Regions from separate parts of the Drosophila melanogaster genome. Here region 2 is linked to region 1. A link is a contact called in public Hi-C data. All regions are on one chromosome and are shown on one strand. The core of a region is the stretch at or near the end of the contact, and the rest is flanking DNA. Distances in the headings are between cores, read along the strand shown.

Region 1 (3,536 bases), core at 1,004-3,503:
CAAAACTCAATAACTAATTAAAATGGAATAAATAAGAAACAAAACAGCAACAAGCAAACAACAACACAAAAAAACAACAAACAAATAAGAATAAACAATAAAAAAAAATTAATAAAACACACCGAGAAAAGCAAACAAAAAAAATATAGTGGAGGATGCGGAGGAGAAACAACCAAGCAAAGCCAACTGAGATGGGGGAAAATATAAAATAAAAGCAGCAACAAGAGTAAAACAAGCAAATAATAATTATAATGAAGAAAGAAAAAGAAGAAAACAGACCGCAAAACTGCAAAGTAATTTTGCATAGTACGCCGTAATAATTATAAATATAACTTATATTTAATTTTTTGAATTACATCAATAAATATGTTGAAATTAAATTTCGACTCGGCGCTGTTCACATCTGCATTAGATAGAGATGGGGGCATACGAAAGGGAAAGAAGTGCATTCAAATATATTTATTGTTGTAATATACGTCATTGTTTATTAGCGATTAGCTCTATTGGTTAATAATCTTTTTTAAAATTGTAGCATGTAATTAGTTTTTTTATTATACTATATTAAATTTACATAAAAATTGTATATTCATATATATATATATATGCATACGTTTTATTTGAGCCCCAACATTTAATTTCCCCCATAAGTGCTTTGTATCTAAAGTTGTATTCGTTTCAGCTGAAATTAAAATTTAGTTGAAATTAAAGATGCTTTTATATATTTAAATTAATCACAAAAAAATGCCTGTGTTTTTCAGATCTTGCGTTCAGTCATTAATAATGCATTTTAGTTATGAAAACTTGAACGTGACATAAAAACATTTCATTGTCACATTGGTTTATGGTTTATGGTTTATGGTTTATGGTTTGTTTATTTAAATTTGTACTGCTACTATTGATATCATCTAGTAGATTGCATAGCTGGTAGTTAGCAAAATATTCTGAAGAGATGAGAAAAAAAACGTAGAATCTTTGTAGAGAAAGTTGTCAATATTTTAAATTACGTTTATATTTAATGGAATGGTTATCTGCGATACTGTAATGGATGGTACAGGGGGGCGCAGCGTTAATCATCTTTCTTTAAAGTATTTTCCATAATGCCTCCAAAAATCGATTCGTAATGTTTTTTCACTTTCAGGTGGTCTTTCTTAAGATCCAAAACGAATTTAGCAGCTGACGTCTTTTGCAACCCGACTGTGAAATACATTTATTTATTAGACCCTCTTAATTTCTTTGTTTATTCGTCATTGTTGACCAATGACACGTACGCGGTCCGTCTGTGTGTGAGAATGTGCTTTTTATTATTTATTAACTTTATGGGATGTCCACTGCACTACTGACCCATTCCAATCAGCACCCCGTTTGCAAGCAGAAGGCGCTGATTGGAAAACACCAATTGCAGTGCAATTGCTGATAAGAACATTTAAAGTTCTGATTGAATAGTAAAAGAGCAAAAACGAAGCGCAACATTTATCAATTCGTCTCTTTAGTTTGACAAGAGATCTTAAAACATTTGCTATTTATAATTTTACATTTATAAATAACTTATTGCAGGATAACTCCTGAGAACATTGTCATTATTTTATCATTACATTCCTAAAAAGCTAACATGGGGAAAAATACAAATGAAATTTAAACTATGGCGCTTGTTTTGATACTGCGATTTAGATGGCTGCCACATAGTTTGACTTTGCCACCCGTGGAGCTGAAGTGACTGGAAATATATCTTTAACAACTTAAAGTTGCCTAACTAGTGCAATTATGCGCTTCAATAATGTTTTAAAAATAGTAGAAATTGGGACAGCGCTGCCAATAACTTCGAAAATTTAAAGGCAATCCAGTGGCACCACTGGCAAGCGAGTAGGTACAGGTGGCACCTCTACCAGTCGAGTTTGCACAGGTGGCACCACTAGCAAGCGAGTTGGCTCGATTAATGTTACTTGATTTACTATCGACTATGCTACTTGATTTAAAGGTATTATATGAAAAAACTTTCATTTCAAGTTTGAAGCATTTTTTCTTTTAGCTAGGTAAAAACTAACCGACTACAGAATAACCATTTACATATCTTAGACTCAAACGCTCTGACAAAAGAGCGCCTAACGGGAGGCCAAATGCCGTTCACCAAAAAGCATATATGACGTGGGCATTTTTCGGCTGACTCGCGGCTGGTCACACTGCCGGGCAACCGAATCGAAAAAACGGCGATTCGACATTTTTGTGCGAGTGTAAGGTTCGATTCCGATCTGGCTGGTTGTCTGACGGACGTGCTGCGTCTATTTTGTTGTGTTTTTTTGCGAACGAGCGAAGAGCGACAGGACCTCTGCGCCCGTATTCAAAGTAATAAGCGATTCGATAGCCAAATTAAAATTGTGTGCTTGTTTCTCGTGTATCTTGTGGTGTTTGTGCGATCCAAATCGAGTGGTCAACTTACATTCCCTTTCATCCTTTTCGTGGTTTATTTTTTTTTGCAAGTGCCGGAAAAATTCGAATTGGTTGTTCATCAATATACAACAGTTAACTGTATAGTAAAGTAAGAAATGGTCCACTGTTGTCGTTGTTTTTAAAAGGTGTAAAGTAAGAGTAAATGAATATAAAAGGCGCAACGAGAATTTCTTGAATCATGTTCAAATAAGCATAAGCAAGCATTCGATTAATTTACATGCGCGCATGTGTGCAATCCCAAGGACTTTGGGAACAAGAAGAACCGCGCGCACAAGGAGCATGCGAAGCAACAGGGAAAAATCATAAACGACAGAAATTGCTGCCCTTTTATTTGATTTTTGTGTTATGTTTTTTTTTTTGATGATTTTGAGTTCGCTGTCGCAGCAATAATATAAGAATTACAAACACACAGACGCAAGTGATATACGACCACCACTAGAGATCGCACACACACACGCAACACTTAGGCACACATAGGGAGATAGAGTGAGAGAAGGAGGAAAGGAAGGACGGAAAGGAAGGGACGAAGCGCAAGCTTATCTTTTCGCTTTTCGAGAACGCGAACGAAGACGATAAAAGCAAAGCAAACAACGCACACACGTAAATAAAACAGACATCGGCTGTTTAACAAACACACACATGTGTATATCAAAAAAGGGACAAAGCAAAGCGAAGAATATCAGCCTTTGGTTCTTCTTTCCTTTGCACATGTGCCTGGAAAATATCCTTACGAACACACTCCCATACGCATACGCATACGAACGACAAGCACGTGAAATTTTTGTTCCCTTGCTCTTTGCCCTTCTCTCTTCTGCCCTCGTGCATCGCTCTCTCACTTCCATTATTCGTCGCTAATCAAACGCTCTCTTCACTCTTTTAGCTGATTTTTTTTTATTGTTGCAATGCAATATTCGCGGAACGAATAACAACAACATACATAACTCAATATTCAAGTGCAAAGCAAATACAAATCAAACACAAAAGAAAAAGCAACGAAATAAAGATATATAGAAAAGAAAAACAAAACGAAAAAATTCGCACATTTTTTCTGTCTTGTCCAGTGGAAAATACAACAAATAAACAACAACGGC
Region 2 (3,597 bases), core at 1,038-3,537, 2.8 Mb after region 1:
ATCGAGTTGGATGGTCGACGTCAGAGCTTCAGTGCTTTCGTCATCGATCCGTCTATGAATCGCATCCGTATCCGACAGTCGCCATCATCGCATTTGGGTCTCCAGCCGTATCTTTCTCTATTCCTCCTTCGGTGACCGCTTTCTTAAAGTTATGCACGTACCGCCTTTGTGTGCCTTTGGGTACCGTGTTTTCCACATATTGATCGAACGTGTGCAAATAAAATACAATTTAAATATTTATTATCTTTGCAGTTCGTTAGCATCTTGTATCTGCTTAAGGCAGCGGTGTGTAGTTGGACCCACTCTCGTTCGCGGGGTACTTAACCTAGTTAATTCTACTGGGTATTACTTCAGAATGAATGTAAAACTATTTGTGGTATTTTTCCAAAACGATCAATGATCAATGGTCTTAAAATAGTAACTGTTATATCCCTGCATTGGTTAACCTTTTTTTATATGGTATATTATCAATATAACTAGCTATATATGAAGTTATATTGTTACAAGGACATTCCCAAAATCCCCCCAAGAGTTTACGCCTCTGTTTTTGTCTCAATATGGAGTACTCTCTATTATTTCCGCCACATAAATGGGCGTTTCTTCGACATATTGGCTCGCTGAAGAAAGCACAGTGACGTATTCATTGAAATACGAAGCAATCCGAAGATGAAACCGAAATGGCAGCGAGGAAGAATTTATTATACAATCGATTTAAACAATTGGCGCCACAAAGACGGTGACTTTTGTGTGGGATATGGGCAAGGGGGAGTGAGGCGTGGCAGGGTTGGTGGAGCTTTAGTTATTGCAACGGGTGGGGAGGGGGAGCGGGGGTTGTGTGTGTGGTGTACTGTACTTAACGCATGTTAACGCCACTGTTAACTTGCACGCCCGATTGATATGAACGTGGAACAAGGAAGCTAAGTACAAGGGTCCCCCCTTTGAACAATTCGCTTTGCACTCGCAACCGAACGAAATGCATTTGAAAAGCGTGCAGATGTGTGTGTGTGTATGTGTTTGTGTGTGTGTGTGTGTGCATCTGTGTACTGGTGTTGCGCATTGTTGTGCTGGCTGTTGTTACAGTTGCTTTTTTTTTTCCTCCCATTGCTGATAAAAGAAAAGCCCCCAAAACTAATTAACGCCTGCAACGTGTTTGCTGCCAGTATATAATGACATATACCTACATTTTGTACATACTTACATATATATCACCAAGCATTGATAGTGTTCCCCCTTTCCCCCTCGCCCTCCCCATACCCATACTCTTCCTGCCCAACCAAAAAGGTGCGAAAGAGATGGCCACTATGGGCTTGGGGTCTAGACGATTGTGTGTGCTGTGTGTATTTCTACCTTCATGGGTTGACTGTATTTTTATCTGCTAATTAAACACAGACGCTCGATTGCGCCAGTAACAAATACAACAGAAACAGTGAAAACAGCAACTGAAACAGAAACAGAAACCGAAACCGTACAGAAACACCAGTAACAACAGCCCGCTTAAAGTCAACGACGTGGCCATATGGAACCACTAGAGAACCGCATATACCATATACCATATAATACCATATATCATATACTACATAGATGATATAGCCGAAAATATACTCTGAATTACGGCGAGGCAGTTTGGAATTGTGCTTGCACAGCGAAAAGATGAAACTACATGCGTTGTCCGGGTGTCGTCTTTCTTCATCAAATCTCTTGGGAAAGCAAGGAAACGCGACTGGTCTATCTAAATGGCACGTAATGCCTATGTAGCCAGCTTTTTGTCGCATCCTGCCGTCCCTTTCTAAGCCAAACCTTTTTTCAACTACTCCCCCCCCCCCCTCCATGCAACGATACGCGGGCTTATTTGTTTTCTTTTAACAACTTGCTATCTCTATCTCTGGACTCTCCCAAAAGGAACTCAAATGAGGGGAGTCTTAGGAGAGCTCAGCCAATACAGTGTAGGGTCTTAAGCTAGGAAATATTGTCAATTGCAGCATGTTAAAGATGCTAATTCCACTTTATTATGAAATTTTGGTACGGGTTCAAAGTTGCTGATGAATAGAACTGGCTCTTTATTCAAAGCAATGCACGTTAGAAAGATTTTGGGAATTTCGGGTCTTGAGATTACGGTTTTCAAAGATCGTCATAGAGTTGTCGGACTGTAGGTGTATTTTAGACGGCGGTGCAGCGTCGCCAGAAGTGGCAGAGGGGCGGTAGGACGGTTTGGGGGCGGGGCAGCAGAGGCGGTACAGACGATTGAGGCGATCGGAGAGCGGCCAGCAGAGAGCATACATCACTGAGCGCTGAGAACAAACAAAATGAGCAAAATAAGCAAATAAAGCCGTCTCCAGCGGTACAACAACAATAGCGACAACAACACCATCGCACACACACACACACGCACACACATAAGCAATTCTTTAAACAACACAAAAAGAAAAAAAAAGAAAATAAATAAAAACAACAACAAACGTCGCTTAATTTCAAGTTAAATAGCCGACGCGCATTATTTGAGTTTTGAAATGGAGAGCAAGTCGAAGTTGCTGGCTACGTGTGCATATCGCCATACATATGTACACATACATACATATATCCGAATCCATGTACAAATGCCCATGTACCCACATCCATCCCACCGCCGAGTGAGGTTATGTACGGCTGTCATGATAAATGTCTTACCATTTTATCCATTAACCCCGTCGCTGCTATCTCCCCACCCAGCGCGGTCTTTATCTCTGATTTTATACCTTTCAAATGAATCAGAGTTATGAATCATAGTCGCGATTGGTCGGGTTCATCAACTCAATGGCTATGTCCTTTGAACTGTTTTTAAACTGGGATCCAAACTCACCAAACTCATCAAAGTCTTGCTTTCATCACGCAGTTTTAAAGTATATCTAATGGGATCAGTATGACCATAGTTGCTAAGCAATAAAAATATAATTCAAACGCAAAAACGCTAATCATTCATTTAATGATGTGAAACTCTAACGTGACGTGCTGGAATTCGATAAAGCAAGTAACTGTGTAATAGGTATGCTTTTGATATGCTGGTAATATGTTTTTGATGGGTACCAGATAATAAAATTGATATTAAAGCTTGGTAATAATAATTTGTTATATTATATAATATAGATTAGCGTAGCTCGACTTTAGAGAATCCTTTACACATAACACATATAACCAAATATATAGTTAGAAACTAGAACTTCAAACGGTTTTAATAGTTCCCACTTAGCCTGAGTTCGTTTCAAAGATATGATGATCCTTATTCGCGCCATCTGTCGTCTCTTTCGCTCGCTCTTTCCCCACCGATGGCGCTTCGTGCTGCGCTTCGTGTGCTCGGCTCGACGACTTCGGCACTGGCTTCGTGTGCGGCTTCGGCTGCAGTTCCGTCGCATGCGATCGCCGCCGGTCGCTATTTCCACCGGCGCACTGCACGCAACAATCACTCGTCGATCGCTCGCTCAGCGGATCGGACGTACCGGTATTATCGCTCCTCCGTTGCCTCGGTCGCAATCGCTGCTCGCGTCGGTGCGGCGTTGCCACCCCCTCGAAACCGAAAACCCATTATAAAGTTTGAAACATATATATCCTAAACAGAACAATAAG

What was found. Hi-C and Micro-C count contacts between places; a contact is called where the count stands out from the background.
Region 2: a Hi-C map of the Kc167 cell line shows a contact between it and region 1, with 2.0 times the contacts expected there. The contact joins the promoter of lncRNA:CR44888 here to the promoter of lncRNA:CR33963 in region 1. A contact is called at or near these places in 1 of 107 Hi-C or Micro-C datasets (the Kc167 cell line) and 1 of 6 datasets of contacts at active chromatin or transcription factors (the Kc167 cell line).

What each region holds. Positions count from the first base shown.
Region 1 is chrX:12,657,209-12,660,744 of dm6, forward strand. It overlaps lncRNA:CR33963 (long non-coding RNA:CR33963), which reads left to right and starts at 2,254. Exons shown (of 1, transcript NR_002692.1): 1 at 2,254-3,424. Tis11 (Tis11 zinc finger protein) reads left to right here and starts at 2,207. Exons shown (of 4, transcript NM_001272561.2): 1 at 2,207-2,340; 2 at 3,326-3,536. CkIalpha (Casein kinase Ialpha) reads left to right here. Exons shown (of 4, transcript NM_078585.6): 4 at 1-626.
Region 2 is chrX:15,495,575-15,499,171 of dm6, forward strand. lncRNA:CR44888 (long non-coding RNA:CR44888) reads right to left here and starts at 2,288. Exons shown (of 1, transcript NR_123918.1): 1 at 1,949-2,288. The region is part of intron 2 of Gmap (Golgi microtubule-associated protein); the gene reads left to right.